Regions from separate parts of the Zea mays genome. Here regions 2 and 3 are each linked to region 1. The links are chromatin contacts, called in public Hi-C maps. All regions are on one chromosome and are shown on one strand. The core of a region is the stretch at or near the end of the contact, and the rest is flanking DNA. Distances in the headings are between cores, read along the strand shown. Region 1 holds the start of LOC100283232 (beta-hydroxyacyl-ACP dehydratase). Region 2 holds the start of LOC103637145. Region 3 holds the start of LOC100276062 (DUF1682 family protein).

Region 1 (3,486 bases), core at 395-2,894:
AAAGAATAGAGACACTTAAACACAAAGAACTGGAAGTTGAGTATCTTCACTACTTGAAAAAAAAATGGTGGTGGCGGCGGCTGCTGGTAGCAGGATCTTCCATTGACTCATCTTTATATGCATATGTAAGTGATAAGAAGGATCCTGTATGATTTCATTTGCTTTTGTGATATGGTAACAAGATTACTTAGAGTTCTATTGGCTAGAGCTAGAGTAGTGGGAGTTAGTAAACAAATTTAGTAGATAATGACTAGACTCCATTTATTTGAAAAGTATGGCAACCAACAAGCATCCGACTACTCACCTATGAAGCATCATTACTATGGCTAAGAAATACACAAAAAAAAACATGTAGTTTGTTCAAATTTAAAAGGTGTGAATTGGCTTGGTATGGACTTCCAAATTGAAATTTGACTGCAAATATCTCTTGTATGATAATTTTACTGATAAAATGACCATGACCATAGGAACAAAATGAAATAAAAAAAAGATATAGTTGCATCACTTATGTATCACTAAATATATACACGGTTAGCCTAAAAATTTAATGGTATTCACTGTTCAAAAGAAAATTAGAAGGTTTAGAATGTGCAGTGGCTAGACTAACTTGAACATCTCCACATGCGCAGCTCTGAACAGTGCACATTGGTCAAGAACACACTTACAACCGAAGTTAGAAAGGTGCCATGTGTTCATAATCAATCATATAACTATTGTTTAAGAAACGTTAATGGTTATATTTTTATGACTGTGGTGCGGAGTTGGTTATTTATTTCATTTTCACAGTCCAGGTGACTGGTAAAGACATTAACTGAAAATCAAAATGATAGGAAACCACTATATACAACAGGTTAGACAAGATGTGAATCCATCGGAGGAGGGAAGTCAGACAAATAGTCAGCTTCATAGGTAGGAAGTTCGTTAAAATTCAAAGCAATACAATAAACAAGCAAATCACATGACCAGAACTTTATTCTTAGGCTAAAAAAACTAACAGCCTGTTTATAACATACAAGTCATGCATTATTATTGACAAAGCCCTAAAATTCCAATAAAGAAGTACCTTGCCTACATTTCACACGTTTTTCAGACATCTGCTAAGCCACAATGAAAAATGCAGGAACAAATGAACAAATAGCACCCACAATAATCGACTCACCTATGTGGCAGGATGTCACGGATCTGGTTGATGTCCATGACAGTTGGGAAGGGAGGGAAACCTGAAATGTGATCACCTCATCAGTAAGCACACGCATCAGTATTAAACATGTTCGAAAAGCAACAGCAAACACACAAATACAACTGAAACGACAGGCATGGGAACGAGAAGCGAAAGTATAGTTACCGACTTTTCTCTATGGGCGTCTCGGCCTCGAACTTGTCTCCGGCCGCGGCGCGCCGCGCGACGGACGGCCTGCCGGAGGGCGCAATAAAACCAGGCACTCGGCGGCGTGGCTGGACGGCGAGGCGTACTGGGAGAAGTGGGGCGGTTAATAAGGAGCCCGGCGAGACGATAGAGCACGGGGATCTCAACATGGCTGCGGGATCCATCGTCGGGGAAGGAGAGCGGTGCAGGAGGGCGGGGGGCAGAAGCGCGTGCTCTTTTGAAGTTGGACAGGCCGGCAGGAGAGGAGAGCGGCGGGCGCGACGCGATGCCGATGCGTACGAGGTGGCCAAGGTCGGAAGGAACAGGGTTTTCAGCTGGGCTTTGAAAACTTCAGCCCAATTTGGATCAGGGGAAAACTCCAAAATTTTCTCATGACGCCTTTTTAGAGCCGTGGGCTTCAAGAATTTCAGCTAACCAAACACATGCACCTCAACAAGCTCCAGCTTTAAAAAATCGAAACTAGAGGTCAGTTTTATGAGATTTATGAAGCTCTTTAAAGGATGTTTCAAAAACACTGTTTTATATCTCCTCATGAAATTGTACAAAAATTAACCACCATGCCACTAGTTACGCAACATACAACTTTCATTCTCTCTCGCGACAACCCACTAATCATCACAGGTAATCAAGGAAACTCACACAAATCAGTTGTACTATAGAAGTTGGAGTCCATATGCAAGCCAAACAATCCTGTAACCCACCTTAACAATCTGTTTGAACTGTTTTATGGTGAAGTTGAAAAACCAAAGCTGAAGTTTTTGAAGTAAAGCTCCTCAAACAGGTCCTAAGTCCTTGTTTGTATTATTTCAGCTTATTTACGATGTTAAAGTGATACATTACCCTCCTACTCTTCTATCATAATCTAACATATGTAGATGTTGGTTTTGTTATTATTAAGTGACGAAGGTAACTGTGTTGAACGTTAATGTGATGCAAGTGATGAATGTGAATTTGATGAATGTGATTCATGTGATAAATGCCACGTGAATTTGTAGGTTTTAGAAACCTCTCTAGGGAGAGGAGGTGTTGTCGAAATTTTTTACTTACTACCATGTTCTTTTTTATAGTGAGTAGATCGTCTGGCTCCAACGCCAGCGCTTGTCTTACTCCACCGGGACCTTAGGTATAATCCTTTTTCTTGATTAGTTAGTATTTAGTTTTTATTAGTAATTCGTTATTAGTTAGCACTTAGTTAGTAGTTCATTATTATTAGTAATTCATTATTAGTTATTAGTTAGCTAGTAGTTAGTTATTAGTTAGCTATTCTTTATTAGTTACTAGTTAGTTAGTAGTTAGGTATTAGTTAGTAATTTGTTATTAGTTTGTCATAATGGATGTGGTTAGGTACTAACCATAATAATTGGTTATTGTACTTTGAATTCGTGTTTGAAATAGATGGACAATTTGAAGAATACCTTCTCCTCCTTGAAAGGGAATTAGGCTTACACCTATTTCCTAATAGATTTTGGTGGTTGAATTGCCCAACACAAATAATTGGACTAACTAGTTTGCTCTAGTCTATAAGTTCTACAGGTGCCAAAGGTTCACAATAAGCCAATAAAAAGACCAAGAAAAGGGTTCAAACAAGAGAGCAAAAGACAACCGAAGTGCACCCTGGTCTGGCGCACCGGACTGTCCGGTGCACCAGGGAACTCGACGCCCAACTCTTCATCTTCGGGAATTTTCAGAGGAGCTCCGCTATAATTCACCGGACTGTCCGGTGCACCAGCGGACAGTGTCCGGTGCCCCAAGGGAGAGCAACTCTGAACCCGCCAGCTTCGGGAATCCGCTCCGCTATAATTCACCGGACTGCCCGGTGTGACAGCGGAGCAACGGCTACTTCGCGCGCAACGGTCGACTGTAACACATTAAATGCGCGCCTGCGCGCGCAGAGGAGCAGAGCACGCGCGGGTAGCACACCGAATAGCCTACAGGGCCTGTCCGGTGCACCACCGGACAGCTAGGCGGGCCCACAAGTCAGAGCTCCAACGGTCAGAACCCAACGGCCAGGTGACGTGGCTGGCGCACCGGACAGTGTCCGGTGGCGCACCGGACTGTCCGGTGCGCCCGTCGACAGCAGCCTCCACCAACGGTCAAGT
Region 2 (3,486 bases), core at 493-2,992, 180 kb after region 1:
TTACTTCGTCAAAGTTCCAATCTCTAACAAGGTCCCTGGACACAGCACGGCTGCGTTGAAGTCGAGGAGTGCCCTCCGTGCCAACTTGACCACTCACAATGGGTGGAAAGGGGGTCACTTTCGATGTCCCAGCACTAGTAGAAGTTCCAGCTGGTGTTACTCTTCGAGCTAAGCAGGCCACAGCAGCTCCACATCGGCTTTCCTCCTCTGAACTTGACACCGAGTAGCTTCTAAGAGAGTGTGAGGAGCTGCTCATGCCATGGCATACAAGACAAGCAAGACTCATGGTTGTTGTGTTGCTGCTACTGCAATTCATTATAAACAATAATTTAACAATTTATCAGAATGTATAGGAAATTCCATGCTGCCAAGGCATATAGAAAAAATGGTGTTGACGTGGCACCAAAGTAGCAAAAAAAAAAAAGATCCCAATACAACTTTCTGACCGAATTTAAATAATCTTAATCTCACAGTGCATAGAGTAAACAAACTTCTACCAGCATTGCTAATTCATTCAGTAATAACTGGTGGCAACAAACATAAGGCATGAGCTTTGCCCATTTTTTCTCATTTGTTTATAATGAAATGGAAAGTCAATAAATAACTACTCCCTCCCTTCTTTTTTACATGTCACATTAGGTTTGTCCTAAGTCAAACATTAGTATCTTTGACCATTCATTTCAAAAAAAATCCTTATAGTTTTACAGCACATTATATATTATGAAAATATTTTCATAGTGAATCTTAAAATATAAATCTTATATCATGAACCTAAATATTTTTTTTGAAATCGATGGTAAAGATACAAATGTTTGACTTAGGACAAACCTACGACATGTAAATAAAAATGAAGTACCATGCTGCATATCATCATCAATGCCCAACAAGCCAATGCATCTGCTGAACTGTGGAGAAAACGGTGGTCCAAGTCACAGAAATTCATAGGTGTGCAGGTTGCAAAATTTGATTGGCAATCACTAAGATTTATGTTCAGGGCTCAAATTTGCACAACCCAAAAGCACATTTAACACAATACTTTATGCAACTGTGAACCAAATATAAGGGCATGTGTAAGCATTTACAGTATGTACATGTTGGTAAATATTAATGACAAGGGTTAAATCTTCTTAAGACAATATTCTTCAATGTTCAGATTTATACAACCAAGAAGCATATATTACTACGAAATAAGATGTGAGGCTAATTTAAAGGAATAACAGATCTACTATGTGCATTCTGGCAATGACAAGGGCAAGCTGAACCCCTGGAGTGTCACCACATCCAATGAACGAAACCATCTATGGCAATGGATATGTTGAACTTTTAACAGTGTTTTGCTAAATGATTTATAAATTTTATTGGAGTCGGCTTATCCCGACAAACCTAGCTAAATTCGCCTATGAGAAGCAAGGACCGAGTTCTCATTTCTCAATCCCAGTGGTGGACCCAGTATAGGACATGGATATACACATATAAACCCAATATTTTCGCAAACTCCGAAGTTTCATGCATGTAGTCAGATCCAAACACAGATAGCGCATCTCCAACAGAATACTCAAAGCATCCCCAATACCAAAAAAACAGCAGGGAACTGAGAGGGCTCCAACAGATTAATCATTCAATTCAATACCCAATACCTAAATTTTCGACTTAGGTAAATACTCAAACCCAACCTCCTCAGATGGAGGGGATGCATCCCCTCAACTATAGCGAGTCTCCATCTATAGCCCCATTTACCTCAAATGAAGGGATGCATCCCCTCCCCTATCCGGCGGTTGGTTGTAGAGGGAGGAAATCTCCGGCGGCGAGGTCGCCCACCGCACAAACGCGACCCGCCGGAGCCCCCATACGACGTAAGAGAGAGAGGGAGGAAGAAGAGCACCTGCGACGAGCTGGGGGTGGCTTGGGCGGATATGGACGGCGAGCTCGCCTACAGATCCTCGCCGGGGAGAACGCGATGTGGCGACGATTTGGTTGACGAGGACCACCGCCGTGTGCTTCACGCAGGGCTACCGCAGAGGAAGGAACGGCGCTGGCGGGAAAAGAGGGTAGGGGGTGGAACGCCGTCGGGCCGAGAAGAGGGCTGGAGATGTGGTAGGAGAGAGGAAGAGGGAGAGGGAGAGGGAGAGATAGAGGGGGAGGAAGAGATCGGGGAAACCCGAGGAGGGAAGGAAAGGAAAGGAGAAGAGGAGGGAAAAGAGAAAATAATTTAGACATTAACTACTGTTATCAGCAAAACAAACAAATAAATTTAGGATCTTTTAGAATACAGGAGATATATAAAAATTACAGAAATAAATTTATTTTTTATTAGAAAAAAAACACAGGAATCCCACGTTCACGAAAAAGCCTCAGCACCATGTATTTGATTATAAGGCCACCATGTGTTTGATTATAAGGCTATTTCTAGCCGCTTATTCATTATCTCTACTAATAATTAAGAGTGCAGTGTAGACTGCCCCCGCCATCCCTTACCTCCGTGGATCCCGCGCGCACCCGGCCGCCCACCCCCACTCCTCCGCGGATCCCGCGCGCACCCGGCCGCCCACCCCACTCCGCATCGATTCCCACCGCGAATTCAGCCGCCATGCCGCTCCCGATCCCCTGCACCCGCCATCGACTGCTCCCCTTGCCCCCGCCTCGCCCCTCCAACCGCCACACCCGCCTCGGACGGAAACGGCCTCGGCCCCGGCCCCGACCCCGGTGTCTTCCTATCGCCGCGCGCGCTCTCGCAGCTCGACGAGCTCGCGGCCTTCCGCTACGAGCACGCCTTCCCGCACGGTCTCCTCACCGTGTGCGCCCTCTCGCGCGGCCCCGACGACGACGCCATGGCCGAGGCGCTCGTCCGCCTCCTCCTTCTCCGAGACCGTGCGCTGGGCCCGGCCCAGCGGTACGCGCAGCTCCTCACGTTCGTCATCCGCAGGTACCTCCACGACCGTCGCGGGCTCGCGCCGCACGCCGCGGTGCTCATGGGGTTCTACCGCCCCACCGACGTCGGCGCCGGCAACGCCAACGCCGCCCCGGAGTACGACAAAGGGGAGGGTGGGGATGAAGGGGAGATGGCGTGCACCGCGGAGGTGTCGTTTGACGCGGTGGGCGCACCAGGGGCCCCGCCCACTCCGCCGCTCAACTTCCCCTACATCTGTAACATGACTGTGAAGACGCCACTGAGAAGGTATTCTGGGTTGAGCAACCACTTTGAATATTTCTTGTGGAAAAATAAGTTTGATGCATGAGTGGATTGCAAATGTTTCATCCTTGTATGGAGAAACATTCTCGTCACATCCGAAATAAAAGCAACTTGTGTTTATATGAAGGATCAGTCGCCATTAAGACGATTCTATTGATCTGTTCTCAGTCACTGTTGGTTCAATGCATATCAAGTAGTGTATTCATTACATCATGTTTAAAATATGTCGACTGTAATGTTTTTGAACTATCAGGAGAGGAATTGGAAAGCAACTTCTTAAGGCATGCAAAGATCTG
Region 3 (3,486 bases), core at 265-2,764, 150 kb after region 1:
GCCCAACTTGAGAGCTTCTGTGACGGCAAATGGATAACCTGCAAAGGAGAACACAAGATTTTTTTCTCAAAAACTAAGTCATTTCTACAGATCCAGAGCGCCCAGCACAACACCGTCGCTCCAAGTAGAAGCATTGGTTTCAGCACACTATTAAAACCTTGAAGCCAATCCACAAACATATGGTCCACATTTTGTGGTTGGTTGATTCCAGTGGCCATCAGAAACACGCTCCAGACTGACCGGGCTAGCCGACATTCGAAGAAGAGGTGTTGGATGGTCTCTTCTTGTGACAAGAGACGCATGATAAACTACCTTGCCAGTTTCGTTTAGCCAAATTATCTTTTGTGAGGATTACACCCTTTCACAAATACCATAGGAAAATTTTATCCACTTTGTGCACAAGAGACAAATGGTCTATCATGTGGTGCCAGAGATGCCAAGTGAGGTTCGAATGGACATCAGACTGTCTGTTGGAACACATTATCCATGAAAATTTGCTAAGTTTGAAGCCACTCCTCACAAACTATTTGGGCATGCAACAGTTTGCTCGATGGAACATAACGTTGCTCAAAAAAATATTTTTTGCATATGTAAGTTTTAGATTGCAGATGATGCTCATGATGTTGACAAAAATAACCCAGTCATGATCGAATGTGACAATTATTAATTATAAAAATTATAATGTTGAGCTCTACAATTATGATGTAAAAGTCCGTATACATACGACTTTACATAGAAAAAGCTGTATTTTTTATATAAGAGAGAGACCGAATGATAGTTGGAGTATACTGCTACGCTAGACTGCTAGAGCATCTCCAAGAGCTTTATAAAAACAACTATCTATCTTATTAGCAAAATTAGAAAAATATCTTCCAATGATTTGGTAAAAGATCTCCTTTAAAATAAAAGAATCACAAAATATTTGCTCTAGCACGTAAGTTTCCGTGATGAGGAAAAACTCCGTACCCGATTTCCTTTCCGTGTGGTGTTATTATAAAGAGATCGGAGTAAATTAGACGTACGAGTAGATCAAGAAAATAAAAGTTTCAGATGAGGAACCTGTAAGAGGCAAAGAAACTATTAAAAACATTTGATTGGTTACAATAGTTGAGAGTTTTCACTGCAGAATTGTTTACAAAGTTATTATAGAAGATTGTTAAAGAAGGACAAAATTTAAAATTGTTATTTCTTCTATTAACTCAGTAGATCTATTAATTTAATAAGTAAACTAAACTAAACACTTGAAGATGCCTCAGTAAAACCACCAAAGAAATATTACGAGTTTTAAGTATATAAATTCTCTGGTATTAAAGTTTGAGAACTCTTCGAAATTCAGTGACTAATTAATGTTGAATGGGACTTCTTTTTCCTTTTTTCTTTTTGATGAAATGTGCATCATATTCCCACGCCCATTGCCAGATCACACCAAATGAGAGAGAGAGAGAAAAAAAAAACTGAATCTCAGATCCCAACGATCAACCACTTCCGCAGTAGTCGCACGGTTCCCCCACGGCCCCACCTTCCGTCCTTCCCAGCACCGCCGCGGACCATAATCCCCTTCGTCTTCCCCAGCACACTGCACACCTTCACTCCCGCATCCTAAGCTATGGCGGCGCTGAGCTGGATCCGGCTCCGGCCGCCCCGTGCTGCCATTCTCATTTTGCTGCTCCTCGCCCTCAATATCTCCCCCTCCTTTGCCGCTAACTTCGAGGGCTTCGACTCCGACGACCTTCCTGTCGCGGCCGGCGGCCTAGATGCTGACGATGACGAGGGCCTCGACGGCGTCTACCTCCCGCCCCCTCCGCCCATCTCCCTCTCCACCTCCGCTCCTTCACCTCCCGTCACGACGACACCGGCGCCGAACCCTAACCCGGCTACGCCTACGCCTCGGGATCCCACCCCGGCGCTCGACCTCTGGGACGAAGACGAGTTCGAGGGCATCCCCGTGCCCGAAGCGATCCCCTCTGACGACTCCGCCGCGCCGGCCGAGGTCGACCCATCAGATCCCTCCGCGGAGGCACCGGTGGAGGTGGCGCCGGCTGCGAAGAGGAGCCCGGCTGAGCTCCTCCGCGCGTTCTCCTTCGAGATCGCGTGCGCCAGCTTCCTGGTCTGTTACGTGCTCAACTACTTCACTGGGAAGCGGCAAAACGAGAACATCGCGCTGGCCTGGGCCACCAAGTTCGCCACCAGGGACTCTATCTTCGACAAGAACTTCAGCCTTCTTGGCACAGGCGACGGCAAGGACACGCCACTCCTGCTGAAGGAGGGGCAGGACGTGTTCAAGTTCTATGCAAGTGGGAGACGGTTCTGCCAGGGGTTGCTTGCCACCATGGAGATGCGAGCGCGGTACGATCTGCTGTCAAAGTTCGTCGAGTTGGTCTTCCCTAGGAAGGACACCATCACATTCGAAGTGATAATGAACGAAGAGGCCATGGACCATGTGGTTCTGGCTGTAGCCAGGAAGAAGGCGGCCAAGACAATGCACAAAGAAGAGAGGGATCTGCAAAGGTTTGCCAGTGTTCTCACTTCTGCACCTGCGGGGAGGAAGTGGGTGTCAGATGAGCTTGCTGTGGTGGCTGAGTCAAAGGAGGTTGCTGGGGATATGATCACTGAAGCTGTGCTTGATCAGGTGAGGGTGAACTTTAATTTAGAATTTTGGTTTTGTGGATTTGGTAAAGTAAATGCTTTTGGATAATATTGTTAATGCTTGCACTGTCTTGCTGCTTCAATATTTAATGAACTCGATAAAGGTGAATCTTATTGACTGCTGAATTGTCAAAATGTATTCGAAAGAGAACTACTGAAACTTGTGTGGTTTGAGATAGCCTCACATTTTTGTAACATATGCTGTTAAATGATGACGTTGGAGAAGTTATGCTTGTATTCAAATTAAAATTTGCAATTTTGAATATATTGGGCTCAGCTTGTTGCTTTGATAGAAAGCTTATCAACAGTAACCTATGGACCATGTGGCATAAGTTGTGCTGCTATTGTTCTATATAGGTAGTTTTTTTTGTTATAGTAAGTGATGAGATACTATGAAGTGATGAAAATGATTTTTTTTAAATGTGGGTGCTAGCTGGTAGATTTTAACTATCTTTTATTCATTTTGAAACATGTCATGTTTTTGTCTCCTGAATTTGTTCATCCTTAGATATTTTATTTTTGTCTTTGATATTTTCTTGCACCGCCACCTTTTGGACATTGACGAAAGACTGGTTTGAATAAGGAAAGAATGTGCTGGGACATTTTCTGTTATTTCCATAATGAAGGTCATTCATGCTAGAGATTTTCAACTATTGAAATAGCTTCTGTCTTTTATTGATTGAAGTAACTTTGGTTTCTTAATATTTAAGCAGTTTTGAGATCAGTGGCATTGCCAGTGAGATGCTTGGATTTTGGCAAGGTCCAATTTAGGTTATCATGATATCTGTCGTTAACTAGATTAGATATTGTTGTGCTTATTGTAAAACATTAAGTATGTCT

Evidence for each region. Hi-C and Micro-C count contacts between places; a contact is called where the count stands out from the background.
Region 2: a Hi-C map of ear shows a contact between it and region 1, with 2.0 times the contacts expected there. The contact joins the promoter of LOC103637145 here to the promoter of LOC100283232 in region 1. A contact is called at or near these places in 2 of 25 Hi-C or Micro-C datasets (ear and tassel).
Region 3: a contact with region 1 is called in a Hi-C map of leaf, with 4 times the contacts expected there. The contact joins the promoter of LOC100276062 here to the promoter of LOC100283232 in region 1. A contact is called at or near these places in 4 of 25 Hi-C or Micro-C datasets (ear, leaf and tassel).

The regions. Positions count from the first base shown.
Region 1 is chr8:103,206,976-103,210,461 of Zm-B73-REFERENCE-NAM-5.0, forward strand. LOC100283232 (beta-hydroxyacyl-ACP dehydratase) reads right to left here and starts at 1,645. Exons shown (of 4, transcript NM_001366958.1): 1 at 1,350-1,645; 2 at 1,160-1,220. The coding sequence starts at 1,551.
Region 2 is chr8:103,385,428-103,388,913 of Zm-B73-REFERENCE-NAM-5.0, forward strand. It overlaps LOC103637145, which reads left to right and starts at 1,743. Exons shown (of 3, transcript XM_008659399.2): 1 at 1,743-1,992; 2 at 2,455-3,175; 3 at 3,444-3,486. The coding sequence starts at 1,743. LOC100276536 reads right to left here and starts at 2,161. Exons shown (of 2, transcript NM_001150300.2): 1 at 1,883-2,161; 2 at 1-305. The coding sequence starts at 286.
Region 3 is chr8:103,353,169-103,356,654 of Zm-B73-REFERENCE-NAM-5.0, forward strand. LOC100276062 (DUF1682 family protein) reads left to right here and starts at 1,515. Exons shown (of 3, transcript NM_001149943.2): 1 at 1,515-2,629. The coding sequence starts at 1,607.